Linked DNA regions of Gossypium arboreum: region 2 is linked to region 1. The links are chromatin contacts, called in public Hi-C maps. All regions are on one chromosome and are shown on one strand. Each heading gives the region's core, a stretch centred on a gene start, on an enhancer-like site or on the middle of the called end of the contact. The rest is flanking DNA. Distances are from core to core; before and after follow the strand shown.

Region 1 (5,195 bases), core at 1,425-3,924:
TATGGTTTAAACATTAAATTTGTTGGATTTGAATTAATTAATTAAACTTCAACTTATTTCTTTAAAAATATTATTGGTATTTTAAAAATAAAAGAATGAATTAAAGATTCAAATAAAAGATAATAAATTTTAGGTAGTAACAATATTTTATATAAATTAGAAATTTTTGAAAATAATGTATTTAAAATATAAAAGTGTGTTTTAAAATAATATACAATAAATAATAAAAAGTATGGTTTAGAACTAATTAATAGTAATAAATTAAATATGTACTATATTAAAATAAAATATTAGATTAAATTGTAAGTAAAACGAAATTTAAACACAAAAATACATTGAATTATTAATACTAAATGAACACAATTGTTTATCAATGTTTTGTCATCAATCATGAATTGACATCGAGTTAATTTGTGACACTAACTCAAGCAACAACATTATTAATATACACAAATATATAAAAATAAATATAAAAATATATTTATCAAAGTTTCAGTATAAAAATAAAAATTGATTTAGTTCAAATGGTAAATAAAAGGTTTTATATGTATGGTATATTTGGTTCAAAATTTACTATGGATAAATTTTAAAGATTTCTACAAATATAAAAGACAAAAACATTAACATAATTAACAAATAAAATAATTTTTAATAATCTATTAACTGAATTAAGACTCAGATTGATGAGTAATATTAACTTAAATTAATAAATAGTATAAATAATTGGAATTCTGCACGATTTTTATTCTTACGTCGTATTTAGCTTATTAATTTTCTTGTGTATTATAAATTGTGTGGCACAACACCTGCCATCTTCTCCTTTGGGAAACATCAGCAATGCACGTTTCTGACCACTGGATTTAGTCCTAACTAATTATATAAGCACACCACCTTCAATATTATTCTTGACTTTCATTCTTGTGCCTCCAATTAATTTCATTTCCTATCTCATCTTACCAATAATTCTTATATTTTATTTATCTTAAAATATAAATGGTTAAAAAGAGATCCTATCAGATTCCACCACCAATATATTTTATCCAATATTGTTTAATTTATTTAATCCGCCAATTGGCGCTTTTTTCTTATTATCTTATATAAAATAAAAGTGGACATTTGTACATTGATAGTATATAATTTTTTTATTTCAAAATTTTGAAATATATTTTAATAATTTATTATATCCTATATAACACTCAAATTTTAAAAATTCTTTTCACATAAAATAATTTCATGCTTATATATTGTTTTCAAAAGCTCTCTCAATCGTAATCGCACTATTATTAAGCAAAGGGTGATGGTGATTCGAAATTGGTGATTGAAATTGACATAATTATAAATAAGTAGATAAAATTAAGAATAATAAATTTCATGGTCGTTGTCTTGAAAGGTAACCTTATTGTCCTGTGGCATAATCTATTGGGCAAATCCTAGTCGTCCATCTGAATGGTTTGGAACCGGCCAAAAACTATTATAGATGGCGATTGACAACATCAATTGGAGTTAATCTTTGATTTTTTTTTCCTTTTAATTATATATATAATTTTTAAAAATATGTCACTTTATTAATTTTGCTCGTGAAATTCAAAAAATTATAAGCCAAGATATAATTATTTTTAATATTAAGTGCTAATTTAGAGTTAACTATAATGTGAAATGTTAATGGTTTTCAATTAAGGGTTTTAGGTTTCCAAATGAATGGGACAAATTGCCTCCGGCTGCAATAATTTTATTTGCAATGACCTTCATGTTGATGTTCATCCTTAATAATTTTCTTACATATTTGCTAAATCCATTTTCTTATATGTATACATTTACGCATCATGAACCATCATTCTTTTTTTCATGTGTGAGCTTTCGTATATATGTTGCATTATTATATACATAGAGACCATACATCTTAGATAAATATCATAAAAAATCATCATGTCCAAGTTTTTTTTTTAAAAAAAGAAAAAGAGAAAAAACCAAAAGTTTATACCTCTGGATCAAGAATAAGAAACAAGATTTGACCAAGCAAAGAGGTGATCAGAATGGTCAGTGGCTTGCCTTTCTCACACACTTAAAATCGTGGCACAGTATGTCCATTAAAAACATGGTAAAGACATGTTTTATGCCTCTTCAGTCTTCTCAACTGCCATATGGAGTGTGCATTCCACCACTTCAAATCAAGAGGGATAAACAAACCTCCTGTTTTCCCATTTCTTTCAAATAAAAAATCCGTTGAAAGTTTAAGCACAATATGACATTTACTTTCAATTTCCTCATAAATTCAATGCAGGTAGGATGAAGGACAACAAGAATACATGATCAAAAATTTATTGGAGGAAAAATATTTGAAAAATTAACACACATGATTATTGAGTTATATAGTATTTTTAATACATATAGATTAGTATAATATTTGATATACTATTAATAACAAAATATATTTTTATTTTTGCATATATGATTCAATAAAGTTTTTTTTAAATAGTTTCACTATTTTAAAAATAATTCTTGACACATCCACTTAAATTTTAAAATCAAAAACCTTAATTTAAATTTCATTATATATTAAAAATAAAATAAATAATAAATATTCTCGTAATAATATAATTTATTTTATAAAAATAATTTTTAATCGCGGATTAACTCCTAACGCCATGGAGATTAATGGATGTATGGATAGAAAGCGGAAACAACAGTGATGATGATCAGAATCATATACTGTGTATATATAATAGGGTGTGGCTAAGCGTGTAAGCAAAAAAGAAAGTTGGTAAAAAGGAAAAAGGAAAAAAAACTCATCATCAGCGCCACAGTCCACGAGCAGCCATAGTTTCCCTTTTACATTGGCCACCCTCTCGACACTCATCATCACTTATGTCGCCCTAATTCCCCCAAAAAAAAAAACCCCAATAGCCTACAACTGAAGCAACCTCCTCTTTCCTTTTCTCTTCCCTACTTCCATCAAAATCTTCATAACTTTCCCCATATCAAAATCTCCATAGCCTACTCTACAATCTAACTCATAAAAAAAAAACCAACAACAACCCAAAACCATGACACACCATCAAGAACTGGTTGCCTTTCAAAGAAGCAGCAACTACAACAATTATAACTGCAAAAGTTCAAGAAATAAGATCAACCCATCTAAGTTTCCGAGATCAGCTTCATTTACAATCCCTGAAAACGAAGAAATCTCTGACAAACTCCTTGTTCCTAGAAACGCCTCATCATCTTCCCCACGTTCTTCCATACAACGTTTCCATAATGTTAATTCCAGGTTCTCTTCCCTCCTTCGTTCCCTTCTCAAAATCATAGCATTTCCCAACATAATCCCCACCTCTTGCAAATGGTTGACCCTCCCAACTCACCTCTCTATAACCCCTTCCCTCGGCCGTAAAATAACCGGAACTCTCTTTGGCCATCGCCGCGGTCACGTCAGCTTCGCCGTCCAGGACGATCCTCGCTCCGAACCGGTTTTGCTCCTCGAACTAGCCATGTCAACGGCTAGTTTGGTGAAAGAAATGTCATCGGGTTTAGTCCGGATTGCGCTGGAGAGTGAGAAGGCTCCGGGTCGAACCAGGAGACTGTTCCATGAGCCTACGTGGAGTATGTATTGTAATGGGAGGAAGAGTGGGTATGCCGTGACGCGCACATGCACGGAGTCGGATTGGCACGTGTTGAGTACTGTGCAAAGCGTGTCAGTTGGTGCTGGCGTGATTCCGGTGGTTGAGGATGCTAAAAGTGGTGGGAGTGAAGGTGAGTTGTTGTATATGAGGGCCAAGTTCGAACGAGTGGTGGGGAGTCGTGACTCGGAAGCCTTTTACATGTTGAATCCTGATAACAATGGAGGTCCAGAACTCAGCATTTTCCTTCTTAGAATATGAACAAACTTATCTCTTGTTGTGATCATGATTTTTATTTCTCTTTTTAGGATATATAATTTTCCAGTTGGAAATGCTTGGTTTTTGACTTTTGTATTGTGCAGTTCTATTTTATCTTGCTTTCATACTACGGAAGTATATGTATAATGTATTATGTGGTCTCTACATGTATTTCCAGTCTTTTGGATGTTAGAAAAGAAAAAGGAAATCTTTACTAATAAATTTAAGGAGAGAATATAATGTTAGGAATTCGGTGCTGGATGTTTCTACAATATTCTATTAGAAATAAAAATGAATTAAGTTGTATGGTAGGATGTGTGCCTTGGGCGGTGGCATATGAAACAAATTTGTCGGTGAAGCCAGGATTGGAGCGGCATTTTTGTTATTGTTTACAAGCCTGCACGTCAAAAAAAAAAAAAACACAGCAGCCTTTTCAAAACAAATGCTTCCTGTTACCAAAATATTTTAGGTTAGAGTAATTAAATTACGAATTTTAATTTCATCTGTATGTTTATAATTTTTTTAAAATTAAATTAATTTTTTATATTTTTAAGAAGGTCAATGTATAATTTTATTTTTATAAGTTTAAAATTTTAAAAATTTTAAAGAGTTTAAATGAAAAATTTTCCATTTAAATTAATCGGGACACTGCCAAATTTCTAATTTTGCCCATGCTGGTGGGACTTTTTTTAATTAGAATATTAATTTAAATTTTAATTTTAATTTTATAATAGTATGTTAATAAAATTAAGGTTTAATTCATGATTTGTTTATTTTTTCTCACATTGATATTTAATATTTTTGGCCTACTTTGATATTTAAAGTATATTATCTTTCCAATTTAGTACTTAAAGTATGCTATCGTTATATTTTTAGTCTATTTTTAATAAACATTAAAAAATTGCTAGCCAATCACATAGCACCACATGACATTTTTTTGTAAAAAATAAGAATTTTTTATCAAATGTATATAAACATTAAAAAATATAAGAAATAGAAATAAATATATTAAAAATTAAAATAAATAATCTAGAAAAAAGCATGAAAATTATAAAATAAAAATAAAAAGAAATACAATAAATGAAAATAAATTAGTAGAAATTAATAATAGTATTATAAAATGTTACAAAAACTTGTAAAAATTTTAAAAATTGTAAAAAGAATTATTTAAAAATTTTAAAATTTATTAAAAATTATAAAATTTATAAAAATAAAAAGAAATTATAAAAATCATATATAAACTTTTAATATATATGAGATTATTAATATATAAAAAATCAGAAAAAATGTATAAAAATTATAAAATCTAAAATTGTTGTTCTT
Region 2 (5,195 bases), core at 1,841-4,340, 400 kb after region 1:
CCTCTCCAGTATCAATTCTTCTGGTTAATATGCCTGACATTTGACCTTTTGTATTGCTAACAACATCCACAGCCTCTGTATTGAAGTGCAAGGTGATATTTGGATTGTTGTAAACTCTGAAACATTCGCGATAATTAACCTGTTAAAAAAACATTCAGGGAGTTGAAAACTCAACATACATACGAACTGCTCATTAGTACACAATGCACCACAATCAAGGTAGCAATTCGAACCACCATGAGAAATTTCAGCTAGCACTAAGAACTTACTGCATTTAAATAAAAGAACAAAAGGAGACGTAAAAATCAGACAGTCACCACAACATAGCCCAGCTTCTGAAAGGGACACTGGAAAACCAACCTTAAACTCTTAAGTCTCGCTCCCAAACAAGGACCACAGAGCACAAAAATGAAATGGAATGGAATAAAACAAGGCCCACAAACAATCAGGAACCTTTACAGTAAGCATGTCAATTGTCAACATTTTGAACATCCTCTAACACACACACACACACACACATATATATATATATAACTTCTGCAAGAAAATCAGTAACATATGGGTTTTCTGATAGCCATGAATCCAAAACTTTTGATAAGACATCTCACAAGCAAGAAGAACATTACATACACCTCTAAGCAATTTGAAAAAACCAATCACTAAATTAAGATGTAAAATATTGGCCATAAAATTTTAAACAAAAATAACAGTTGGTAAAACTCACCTATCTTGCATTGCCTTTGATGCTCTTAGTTGGTCCCTACGAACAAGCAAGTGAACATGACGAGCATATTTTGTTAAATATATTGCTTCCTCAGTAGCTGTATCACCTCCTCCAACCACAGCAAGTACTTGACCTTTAAATAATGGTGATGCTCCATCACAAATTGCGCAAGCACTAATTCCCCTGCTCCAAAATTCATCTTCACGAGGTAACCTTAGCCTTTTTGCTGTAGCTCCAGTAGCAAAAATAACACTATGACACTTAACCTGAAATAGAAATGTAAGGAACAATATGAATAAAGAAAAAGTGCCATAAAAAGCAAGGAGTAACGAACATTGGACATAATGTTGTGATTCAAGTCATAGTTCTATCACCATGCTAATAATTCAATCAAATGAACATAAAAACAAAAGTAGCCAACGGAAATTCACATCACCTCACGTTCACTACTCTGTATTGTAAAAGGATTACTTCTAACATCAATGTGTTCCACATCTTCTTGGAACAATTCAGCTCCCCAACGTTCAGCTTGTCGTCGCATCCTAGTCAAAACACGATCAGGACTCCAATTATATAACTCTAGCTGAAACAGTAGTTGTCAATAAAATTAGCAAAGAAAGAAATAGACTTTCATCTTTCTTTTAAATACCTATCCATCAAATCTGGACCAGTTATTCCATCAGGAAAACCAGGGAAGTTCTCAACTTCAGTGGTAGTCATCAACTGGCCACCAGGTACACCGCCAACTTGATATCCCTCGAACACTACAGGCTTCAAATTCGCACGAGCTGCATATATTGCTGCTGTATATCCAGCAGGACCTGAGCCTATGATCACCACATTCTCAACCAATTTACCTGCAAGAAGAAACACAGAAGCATTACTCATGCTCTCAATGTAACTTGGCTATAAACATGAAGGAAAACATAACTCTGGACCTGCCTATAACCTAGCTCAAATAGAAGTTAATATGACATGAGTAAATGTTGTATGATATCCATAGATATTAATATTATGAGATTAGGAAGTAATTTTGCAATTAATATAATGCCAATAGTTGATAACATGGATGCAATTTCACAAATTATACTTGTGGTAAACTTAAAACTCTATTTGATTATTAGTGTCATTAATTGCTTTTCGCTTTCTTAGGCCCTGGATGGTCTGTTTGCTTTTATTTATTTATATTTCGTTTTCATTTCTTTTTTTTTTCAGGTGGCGAACCTTGCTATTTGATTTTGGGGCCGATTAAAACATTTAGTATATATTTACAATACAGAGTGGTTTATATATACGAACTAAATATTCATAAAAATATATTCCAAAATTTTTGCGTTGTTTTTCTTTTTCCTTATTGCACTTTTCATTAAAAAATCTTAAAGCAAAAAGCAAAGACATCAACCATAAAAATTCAACTTATTTTATATACAATAAGTAAATGGTACACATCCAAATATACATATTTTTCCCCATAGAGTTAAATATCACGTATTTTGCCATTCACAAAATTAATGTTTTAATTTTAAATATATATATATTATTTCCATTTATCCAAACACTTGATTGTTTTACGGAAAGTAAAATAAAATAAAAGCAACAACCAACATAAATAGAAAAGATTCTATTTATCAATTACTGCATGCGTCACTCAGCATATTTCAGTTTCAGTCAGTATTCACATTGCTGCAAAAAGGAAAGAAAACTATTATCATATATGAAAATTAAATGATAAATATTTATTTTAGTACAACCATCAACGGTTTTGATGAATGAAAATCACATAGAATGCCACATGCTCCTTAACAATTTATTTGAAAAGAAGAAGAAAAACCGCAATGTTTTTCATGCTAGCTTGAAATGGGATTAATTTAAAAAGAAAAACTTGGCAATACAATTATTCTAACTAAATATATACATAAATAAAGCTGGCAGTGAGTCACCATTTGAATACAGAAGGAAAAAAAAAAAGGGAAGTAAGTGAGAGAGACCTGAAGCAGCCGGGGTTTCGACGGAGGCCTTGGGGCGGAGAGAGAGGGGGCGATGGCGCGTGGGAGGAGAGTGGAAACGGAGTGCGCGTGGAGGGGAAGAGTAGAAGAAGAAGAAAGGGTAGGAGAGAGTGGACATAGGAAGACGGTGGTAGGTAGAAGGAGTGGAAGGGAGTGGGATACTGATTCGTATGTTGGGAGAAACAGCCATTGGATTTCAGACCATACAAAAATAATTGTAAGAAAAAGAAACCAAACCCAAAACCAAAGCCAGTTTTGTCTTAAGAAGAGGAGTTCCAGGTTATCTATCTCTAGCCTCATGCCTTCCAGATAAGGACCCTACTTTTTTTTCCTTTTCTTTTTCTTCTTTTTTCCCGTATTATTTATCACTATTTATATTTTATTCTTCCTGTTTTGCATTTCCCTTGCGTACTTCACAAAAAATAAAATAAAATAAACCCCTAAATTTCTCTGCAATTTTTTTATCTACTTTTAAACTCGGGTTAATTAGCAAAAACGCTGATTTTAATTTTTAATTATCTATTAGGTCGTTTTTCTTTAAATTGTGAAATATTTTAATTTTGGAGTGAAAAATAGAAAACAAGTCCATCGATAACTTTTTGTAACAGTCAAAAAAAATTTAAAGGCTAATTTTTAGTGGTTTTTTTTTCAAACAACTAGAATTTTTTTTCTATATTTGCTATATATTCAATTCTCACAATCCTATTCATTTATTCACTCAATTCTCTCAACTATTTTATTCTCAATTTTTCATTCAATTTCTCTCAAATTCTTGTCATCTTAATGTAGACACTCAATTTTACCCAGGCCCAGAAATAAGTTCAAAAAAAAATTCAAGTTCAGTACAAAATTACAAACATATAATTTGGCCCAATCAAAATGGCCTATTACTTGAAAAGATTTAAGGTTTATCTATAAGCTTGACTCATACAGAAATATAATCTTAGATATGATATGCAATCTTAGATATGATACAATCTTAGATATGATATGCAATCTTAGATATGATATGCAATCTTGAAGATATGATATGCAATCTTGAAGATATGATCTTGTAATCTTAGAGATTTAATTTGTAGATATCCTTTAATCTTAACCGTTGATGTAATTGATCTGTACCGTTAGATTTAGGGAGACTCAACTCTAAATAGAGGCCTCTCCCTTCATTGTAAATCACTTGAGTTTTGGGAAATAATAAGAATTCTTTAGAGCATTCACTCAAATTTCTCTCCCTCTTGCGTTCTTAATCTCTGTTGTTTGTTCTTATTTTATTCTTCGTCTATCTTAGTTTTTCAACCCTTTTTTTTATTTTAATTTCTTCATTTTTCAAATATGTATATTTATTCCTATCTTTTATACATTTGATTATGTATTTTATATATTATAATATTTAACATTTTATATAGTTTTTTTCAAATATATATTTTCTATGCATGTATATATATTATATTATCATTTTATGTATTTTGAACTATTGCATTATATTTTTATAATTTGTAAATGTTCTATTTATTCATTTTTTAGTGTATGTCATTTATCTTATTTGAGCATAGTTTCATTTTTTTATATACTATGTTTAATTATTTCTTTTATGTGCTATTTTATGATATATATTGTTGTATAATTTTTGCATGTATTATGTTTTTCTTTTAGTTTACTCATGTTTCTATTTGTTTATTATCTTATATTTACCCTAGTATAATTTTTTCATTAAACGTATGTTCATGTTATTTAGTTTTGTCTTAATGATATTATTTATGTTTGTATGGAAATGTTAGAATATTTTGTACATTTATGCTTCATGATTCATTAATATGTCATCATAAAACGTCATTTAAAATAATATTCCAAGGTTTTTTTTTTAAAATAATAAAAGGCAATGCTTGATGTTTAGAAACTTCGAGAAGGGTAGTGCCCTAACTTACTGGGTTGCGATTTTTCTCGTTGAATTCGAATAGTCAAGCACCCTTCTAAGTGATTTTGAGTTTTCAAAACTTAAACAATTATTTCGAGATTTCAAAACATAGTGTCCTAACTTCTTGGATATGGCGTTTTGTTGTTTGAGATAGAAATTTTCGAAAGACGAGCTTAGTTTCGAAGGTTTTAAAATGTTGCGTCCTAACTTACTGGATGTGATGTTTTGACTCGTTTGAAATAAGTAAGCCTTAGTTTTCAAAATTGAGACATTCTAATTAAAAGAGGTTTGCATCTTAAAACTTTCAAATTTCCGACATTAAAGACACTTGATAATCAATTAGGTACCAATTTTTGGGCGTTACGAGGGTGCTAACCCTTCCTCGTACGTAACCGACTCCCGAATCTGTTTTCTCAACTTTCGTAGACCAAAATTAATGTTTTAAAACAAAACATTTTATAAGGTGGTCCAATCACACCTAAAAAGATTGGTGGGGACTCTCGTTTTCGTTTTTCTTAAAGTCGATTCCCATTTTCCAAAACTCGATTTA

What was found. Hi-C and Micro-C count contacts between places; a contact is called where the count stands out from the background.
Region 2: a Hi-C map of leaf shows a contact between it and region 1, with 2.2 times the contacts expected there. The contact joins the promoter of LOC108467347 here to the promoter of LOC108466539 in region 1. A contact is called at or near these places in 2 of 5 Hi-C or Micro-C datasets (both in leaf).

Annotation. Positions count from the first base shown.
Region 1 is chr2:38,149,558-38,154,752 of ASM2569848v2, forward strand. LOC108466539 (protein MIZU-KUSSEI 1) reads left to right here and starts at 2,675. Exons shown (of 1, transcript XM_017766903.2): 1 at 2,675-4,121. The coding sequence starts at 3,045. The coding sequence ends at 3,875.
Region 2 is chr2:38,551,987-38,557,181 of ASM2569848v2, forward strand. It overlaps LOC108467347 (thioredoxin reductase NTRC), which reads right to left and starts at 3,091. Exons shown (of 10, transcript XM_017767983.2): 1 at 2,713-3,091; 2 at 1,374-1,581; 3 at 1,161-1,266; 4 at 725-990; 5 at 1-116. The coding sequence starts at 2,920.